Regions from separate parts of the Sus scrofa genome. Here region 2 is linked to region 1. Evidence: chromatin contacts called from public Hi-C data. All regions are on one chromosome and are shown on one strand. The core of a region is the stretch at or near the end of the contact, and the rest is flanking DNA. Distances in the headings are between cores, read along the strand shown. Region 1 has its middle 100 kb from the start of RAI14. Region 2 holds the start of RAI14 (retinoic acid induced 14).

Region 1 (3,320 bases), core at 483-2,982:
CCAGCACCCTGGAGCTTGGGCTCAGAAAAAGCTCTTGGAGGAAGCTGCCTCCTCCTTCCTGCCGTGGGTGAGGAGGTATAGCCTTCTCGTTAATCTGTAGCGAAATCTAGCCCATGACTAAATGCACCTACTCTGAAGCCTAGGTTCAAGTCCCAGCTCTGCCACTGAAGAGTTGCATGACCCTGAGCAAGTTTCTTTCTTTTTTCGGTCTTTTTAACTTTTCTAGGGCTGCTCCCGCAGTATATGGAGTTCCCAGGCTAGGGGTCTACTTGGAGCTGTGGCCATTGGTCTACACCAGAGCCACAGCAATGCGGGATCTGAGCTGCATCTGCAACCTACAACACAACTCAACGGCAATGCCAGATCCTCAACCCACTGAGCAAGGCTAGGGACCGAACCAGCAACCTCATGGTTCCTAGTCGGATTCGTTAACCACTCTGCCACAACGGCAACTCCCCAAGCAAGTTTCTTAATGTCTCTGTGTTGCTGTTTACTCATCTGTAAAAGGCGGGCTAATAGTAGTACTTTCCTCCTGCTGTGAAAATTCTAAGAGTCGATTTACCTAGAATCCTCGGACTAGTGAGTGACACACCAAAGAAGTGTTCCCTGTTTCATTACTGTTGCTGTCATTATTACCCTGAGGAACATGGGCTTTGATGTGGGGACAGCCACGGCTCACTGACGTGAGCACAGCTCCTTCTCTTAATAACTGCAGCCTTGGGCAAGTTGCTTCAACGGAGTGCCTCAGTTTCCCCATCTCTAAAATAGGAGTGATAACCAGCTATAATGGAAAAAAATAAAAATCACAAAAAGTAAATAGATAAAATAGGAGTGATAATAGTACCTTCCTCCTGGTGTTGCTGTGAGAACTGACAGGGATCAGACATTCCCGGCGCTAATTAGGAAGGTGACTGGCCCCTGGTAAGCACTTAGCAAACGTGTGCTGTTGTCACCCTGCATTTAAATGCCTTCAGCCCTATCACCACGCGCAATTATTAATACTTACTGTGTGTGCGCGATGACTGAGGCTCTGTGCTAGCACCTTGGGGAATACTGGCAAGATTAGGGCTAGAAGAGACCTAGGAGGTTCTGTCCAACTTTGTTCCTCGTTAGAGTTTAACTCCGAGCTCTGAGCCTCTACATCTTCATCAGCCGAAAGAGACAGGACCCATCTGCCAGCTCCCAGAAGAAGCAAAATTGGCAGCAACTCAAAAACAGCAAGATTGACTGGGAGGAGGATGCGTGTTGTCCCTCAAAAGTGGCTGGGTTTACTGGCAGCGAGCAACTAATTACTCGAAAAATCTGTGGGAAGGCAGAGCGCTTAGTATCTGCAGAGCAGGGAGAGAACCGCATGCAGTGAGAAAATGTCAACTCCGTATGGGGTGGGAAGTACGTTGGTATCAGGCAAGCTGTTCTCCATCCTAAACAGTCCTGCTGGGTGAGACTTAGTGGGCGTTCTAGGGAGCCACGGAAGGAAGTTTTTTTACTTTGCTGCCTTTTTTTTTTTTTTTACTCCAAGTACTGCTGTGAGTTAGCATATGGCATCTCAGTCCTATGAATGAACTGCAATTTGTATTTGTAATGGCTACAGTTCGAAGTGATCTATTTGGGAAAGAAGGAAAAAAAATTACGGAATATGATAGAGACCTGGGTGTCTTTAAAGGGAACCAACAGCCTTCAGGGGCCTGGAAAACAAGCTCTGACATTTAGATGGCTTGCCAAAAGTTATCCCAAGCCATCCATCTCCACGGTTCCACTTCAACGCTTGGCAACAGCGGGAGTGAGGCAGCGCCTCTACCGTCCTCAGGCTTCTGCGGTTCCAATGATGACATCATCTGTTACTGCGTTCCCCTTTTCTAATAATGGAAATCAGACTTGGAAAATCACCATCACTCAGAATCAGCTACTTAGTCAAAGCCCTCTGTCCCATCTATAAATTTACACAAGCTGTTCCTCAACTTTAAAAATTATATCTTTTAAAAGAGTGAACTGGAATGGAGTGGTATAGACAGAAACAAGAATATACCCAGAAACATCAATCCAGAATGCCTTTGGCTTTCATGTGAAACCTTCTCTGCCTAAGTGAAATCCTTCATAAAAGCCTCACGTTTCCACCCAAGCGTCCTAGATGATCAGACCTACTGGGTTGTTTTCTGTTTTGTTTTGTTTTAATCTGGAAATTATTGTTTCTCATCTTGTGAGAGAATGCACTTAAAAACTAATGCTCACTCTCCTCTTGGGGAATTAAAAAGACAAAGTCAGTGTGGCCTGGATCATTTCCCCCATTAAATTAATTAAACAAGGAGGCCATTAGATTACAAGAGCTCTAATGCCTTCACAGCCTATGTAAGCAAACCAAGAGGAAGCCTGTAAATGCCACAAGGTTATGAAATAGAAACCCAAGGACAACCAATCACAACCAGCCGACTGGGCTTTCCCAAATAAGGCAACTGCTTAGGCTGTAGCCAATCAAATCATTTCCTTGGTTTGCTTCATGAGTCTTCGCTGTAAGGCTTGCTCCAGCTCCCTTGGGTGGATAGCCATTAAACACTTCCGGTTTGGCACTGCCAATTGGAATTGAAGTTTGCTCTATCAAATAAATGCTTTAAAATGTTAAGATATCCCAGGCTATCTTTTAACACTGCCCTTCCCCCGAAAAAATAGATGCGAAGGAAGGTGAAGACCATGGGACCATAGGTGTCTCCAGCCTGACACTCTGTATGCCACTCCAAGTGACCGCATCCATTGAAATGGAATGGAATTTAATTCAGTATCCTCCAGAGTGGACGGCATCCATTTCCAACACCAATGTCTAAATACTGATTCATTCATTTGTTTAAGAAATGTCTACCACATACGCACTCTGTCCTAGGCACCAGACAATGACGGCAAATCAGACTTGACTGCTCTTCTGTAATAAATAGAAAGGTATGTCAGGACGAAATGAATGTTTTTCTTCTCTGGTATTAAAACCCATTGGTCAACAGGTGCTTGAATGGATCTTTTACCCACACATGATTTTGTAACATCATGCAAAAGTCATTTGGAAAATTTTGATCTTTGAAAGGTTGATACATTTTATTATACAGCATCAACATCGTGCCTCCTAGAATAGGTTCTAGGTTCCCCAGTACCTGACAGTCATTGTTAATGGCTATAGGAAGCATTTGTTCCTATTTTTTTGGGCAGCTCAGCATCTGAACTGTTCTTCAAGATTAGTGGCTGCCCCTCTTGCTATGTTTTAGTAAGAAGCAAACACCCCTCCTCAATGCCCCCATTAAAATTTCCCAGCCTCCCTTGCAGCTTGATGGAGGGCAATT
Region 2 (3,320 bases), core at 335-2,834, 100 kb after region 1:
AAGGAAACTGTCCTGCTAAAAGGGGAACAGAAACTTGCACGTGGCAGTATTGTTCCCCAATAAATATCCCACAGTACACCATTCATGTGAACCGCAGTGAAAATCTGTATTGTGGACACTGCCAGCATTAAACCAAAAAGAAGTTTACCAGTTCACATGTCTTTTAGAGGGTGATTTTATTTGAGAGAGATGAAAGGAAGAGTGTACATCTTGCTTTAAATCGACTGTTCATCACTTCTTTAAAGAACCTCTGACCTATGATTTAGAAAGGGAAGGCCATGCAACTAGTCACACACCTTCTGCTCTCTGCTAAGTCACCTGTTAAAGCTAAGACAGGCTGTCCCCTTGGCTTGGTGGTGGGTGGGTGATGAGGGGGTACAGATAACGTCTGTCTCCAAGTCCTAAAGATCTGGCCGAGACATTGTAAATTGACCTCTGGCAAGGAGAATTTCATTTTTGTTGGAATTGCTTTTTTAAAGAAGTTCAATTGATTTAGAGTGGATCTCACCAGAAAAGGTCTCATACTGCTTATTTATTCAAGAAGCTGTCTGCCCTCAGCAAAGGATGTAGAGTTAACAGGGAAAGCACAGGGGTTTTGGAGAAAAAAGACTTTTTAAGCCATAGCTGGTTAGCTTGACCAATGAGTGGCAAAGCTGATCCAAATTAAGTGAGAGGTAGAGAGGTTTGCAATCCCTGGAATTAAAGGAGGAGTCTGTCACCATTCAAACGCCAGGCTCAGCAGCTGGGGAAAGAAGAAACTCTCGAGGGATGTGTGTGTGTAAGAAACTCTCGAGGGGCGTGTGTGTGTGTGTGTGTGTGTGTGTAAAGAAGAAACTCTGGAGGTGTGTGTGTGTGTGGCCAGCCCCCTTTGCATCCCAGACCTCGCAGGGCGGGCATTCCCAGAGGTGTCGCTCAGTTCAGGCTGTCGGTTTCTCCTTCCCAGCGCCTGGGCAACACAACGCTGGGAGTCTTCTCCTGCCACCTGAGGAGTGTTTGGAACAGTCACTCCAACCAACTGGTTCAGTCCAGAGAATATGAGCGTATTCTAGTTTACTTTCTGTTCAAGAATTTTGGAGAAAACAACCGACTTAAAGGAGCTCGGATGAGTGACTTTACAACACCCCCACGACCACAAACGACTTTGGACATTAACCAGAAAGGAAGACTATTCAGGATCTCATCCGTCTTAAACCCGGTGGTTTCCATTAACTTCAGGTGATGAGGCTCAAACAGATCCACGGGGGAGGGTCCCACGATCTGGGGAAAACTGAAAGCAAGCCGCGGACGCCACGGCGCGCGGGCCTGAGGAGGGGGCGGCCGCCGGGCGGGAGCACCTCCAGCAGGTCCCGGCCGGAGCGCGGGGCCGGATCACCTGACTCGCGGAATTTGGGGCCGCGCGGGGGGGAAGGGGAGGGGAATGGTTAGCACCTCCCTCCCCGCTCCCGCGGGATCCGGGTCGGCGGGGGCCGGCGCCGGGCGGCCACGTGGTGGTGCTGCCGCTGCCCCCGCCCCGCCGGCCCAGCCCGGGAGCCGCGGCGCCCACTGACCCCCGCAGCGGGGGAGGAGGAGGAGGGACCGAGGCGCAGGAAGCCGAGCAGGAAGCGAGCCCGGCGGCCGCGTTTTCCTGGGGAAGCGGCGGGCGGGGTGGCGCAGCCAGCGGGGCCCGGGAGCCGCCGCCGTCTCGATGGGGTGAGTTCGCGGCGCTGAGAGTTGGGAAGCTCCCGGGAGCGGGGTCCTCGGCTACGGTCCCCGCCTTTGTGTCTGGGACTCGGATGAGGGAGGCGGCGAGGAGGCGCGGACGGCGCGCCGGGCAGAGGGGCTTGGCGGGGTGGCTGCGAGGGTCCCGTCACCGCTCTCTTGTCCCCGCCGGCCGCCAACTGTCTGCCGAGGACAGATTGAGAAACAGAGGAAGAGGAGGATGGTGGGGGGTCAGAGTAGAGAGGGAGGACGAGCCAAGTTGGGAGAGGGGTCCTCTCCTACCGGCCCCCGCGACTCGTAGGCCGGCTGAGGCAAGGGTGGTTGCGGAGGGAGCGCGGGTGGGAATGAATGACCAGCCCCCGGCAGGGCGTTCTGGCTGCGCCCAGTCAGCTCCCTGTCCCACCTGCCTGGCCGGTCCGGCGCCTGACTCCCCCGGGTCCCCGCTTCTGGACTCGACGCGCCTCCGCGCTGAACTTGGAGGAGGTGGGAGGAAGGCGCGAGCGGGAGACTCGGCGGGCTGGGGCGGCCGAGGGTCCGCTATTGTTCCTTTTCTGACTTCAGGAGCCCTCAGCTGGTGCAAGGGTGCAGGCGACGCCGCTCCGGGCGCGGGACTGACCCCCGCTCCCGGTTCTTCTTGTCCTTTTCCCTAGCGCAGCTCCGAGAAGGGCTGGGAGGAAAGATGCTGGAGTTCGGGCCGACTCCGAGTAGCTGGGACTTGGGGAGGAGGGAGGATGTGGAGCCGAGAGAAGGGCTCCCGCCCGCCATCCACTCCAACCTCTGCTCTGCAGGGTGGGTACCCTCCCTAACCCACCCTCTCTTCAGTGCTGGCTTGGGCAGGTTTTTGTGTCTGTTGTTTAGTTTCTGCAGTTTGCAGAGTTCATCTGCTAACCCCTAGCTGACGCTTTCCTTTGCGTTTGGACCTCGTACCCCGCTTTTGTGAAGAGGGGTAGGCTCAGAGCCGGGAGAGGCTGCAGACAGACTCCATCCAGGCAGACGGAGCCCACGGTAAAGTGGAGACGTTACAAGTGACCTCGCAGCACCTGGGCTGTATAGCCAAGCTTGCGCTTCTCCAAGGAGCCCAGCTCAGGGAAACTTTGTTTCCAACGATTGGGGCAAATCTGCGGACTCAAGGCCGCTCACCTGGACCTCGCGGGTTCCTTTGGCCGCAGGGTCACAGGTGATTTAGTTTGGTCTCTGTTTTCCTTCCAAGGGAGGAGACTATTAAGCGCCCTGGGATGATGGGACCATTGCCAGTTCTCTGGAGAATGTGATCTCAAGACCTGCAGGGCCTGGCAGAGGGAGGAATTGCCTTTATGGATCAGTAAGACAGAAGCTCATCTTAGCCATTAGAGTCTCACCTCTAAGGTTTGAACATAGTTGGAGAAGAGTACATCACAGGGAGGCTGCATTTTGATTGCTCTGACCCCAGCCTGAAGAGTCCTGTTTACAGGTGTGGCTGGGAATTTTATTACTGATGGGTGTAGTCTCATCATGTTTCTTAGTGATGCTTAACCAGTGTCATATCCCCCCCCCCCCGTTGGACTTGTAAGGCAATAGATTTCATGTGAGGAAATTTATCCAGTTGTTGTAATTTTTGACCAGTGCCTGCACAACTTCAATTG

The links. Hi-C and Micro-C count contacts between places; a contact is called where the count stands out from the background.
Region 2: a Hi-C map of alveolar macrophages shows a contact between it and region 1, with 1.9 times the contacts expected there. The contact joins the promoter of RAI14 here to the enhancer-like site in region 1. A contact is called at or near these places in 6 of 47 Hi-C or Micro-C datasets (alveolar macrophages, embryonic fibroblasts, epiblast stem cells and 1 more).

What each region holds. Positions count from the first base shown.
Region 1 is chr16:20,165,484-20,168,803 of Sscrofa11.1, forward strand. No RefSeq gene overlaps it. Among named protein-coding and RNA genes, the nearest start is that of RAI14, 100 kb to the right of the region's middle. Within about 2 kb of position 1,733, at least 18 of the 83 cell types and tissues checked have an H3K27ac peak or open chromatin away from gene starts, as enhancers often do. A contact at or near this core is called in alveolar macrophages, where this site is marked.
Region 2 is chr16:20,267,144-20,270,463 of Sscrofa11.1, forward strand. It overlaps RAI14 (retinoic acid induced 14), which reads left to right and starts at 1,585. Exons shown (of 20, transcript NM_001128462.1): 1 at 1,585-1,689.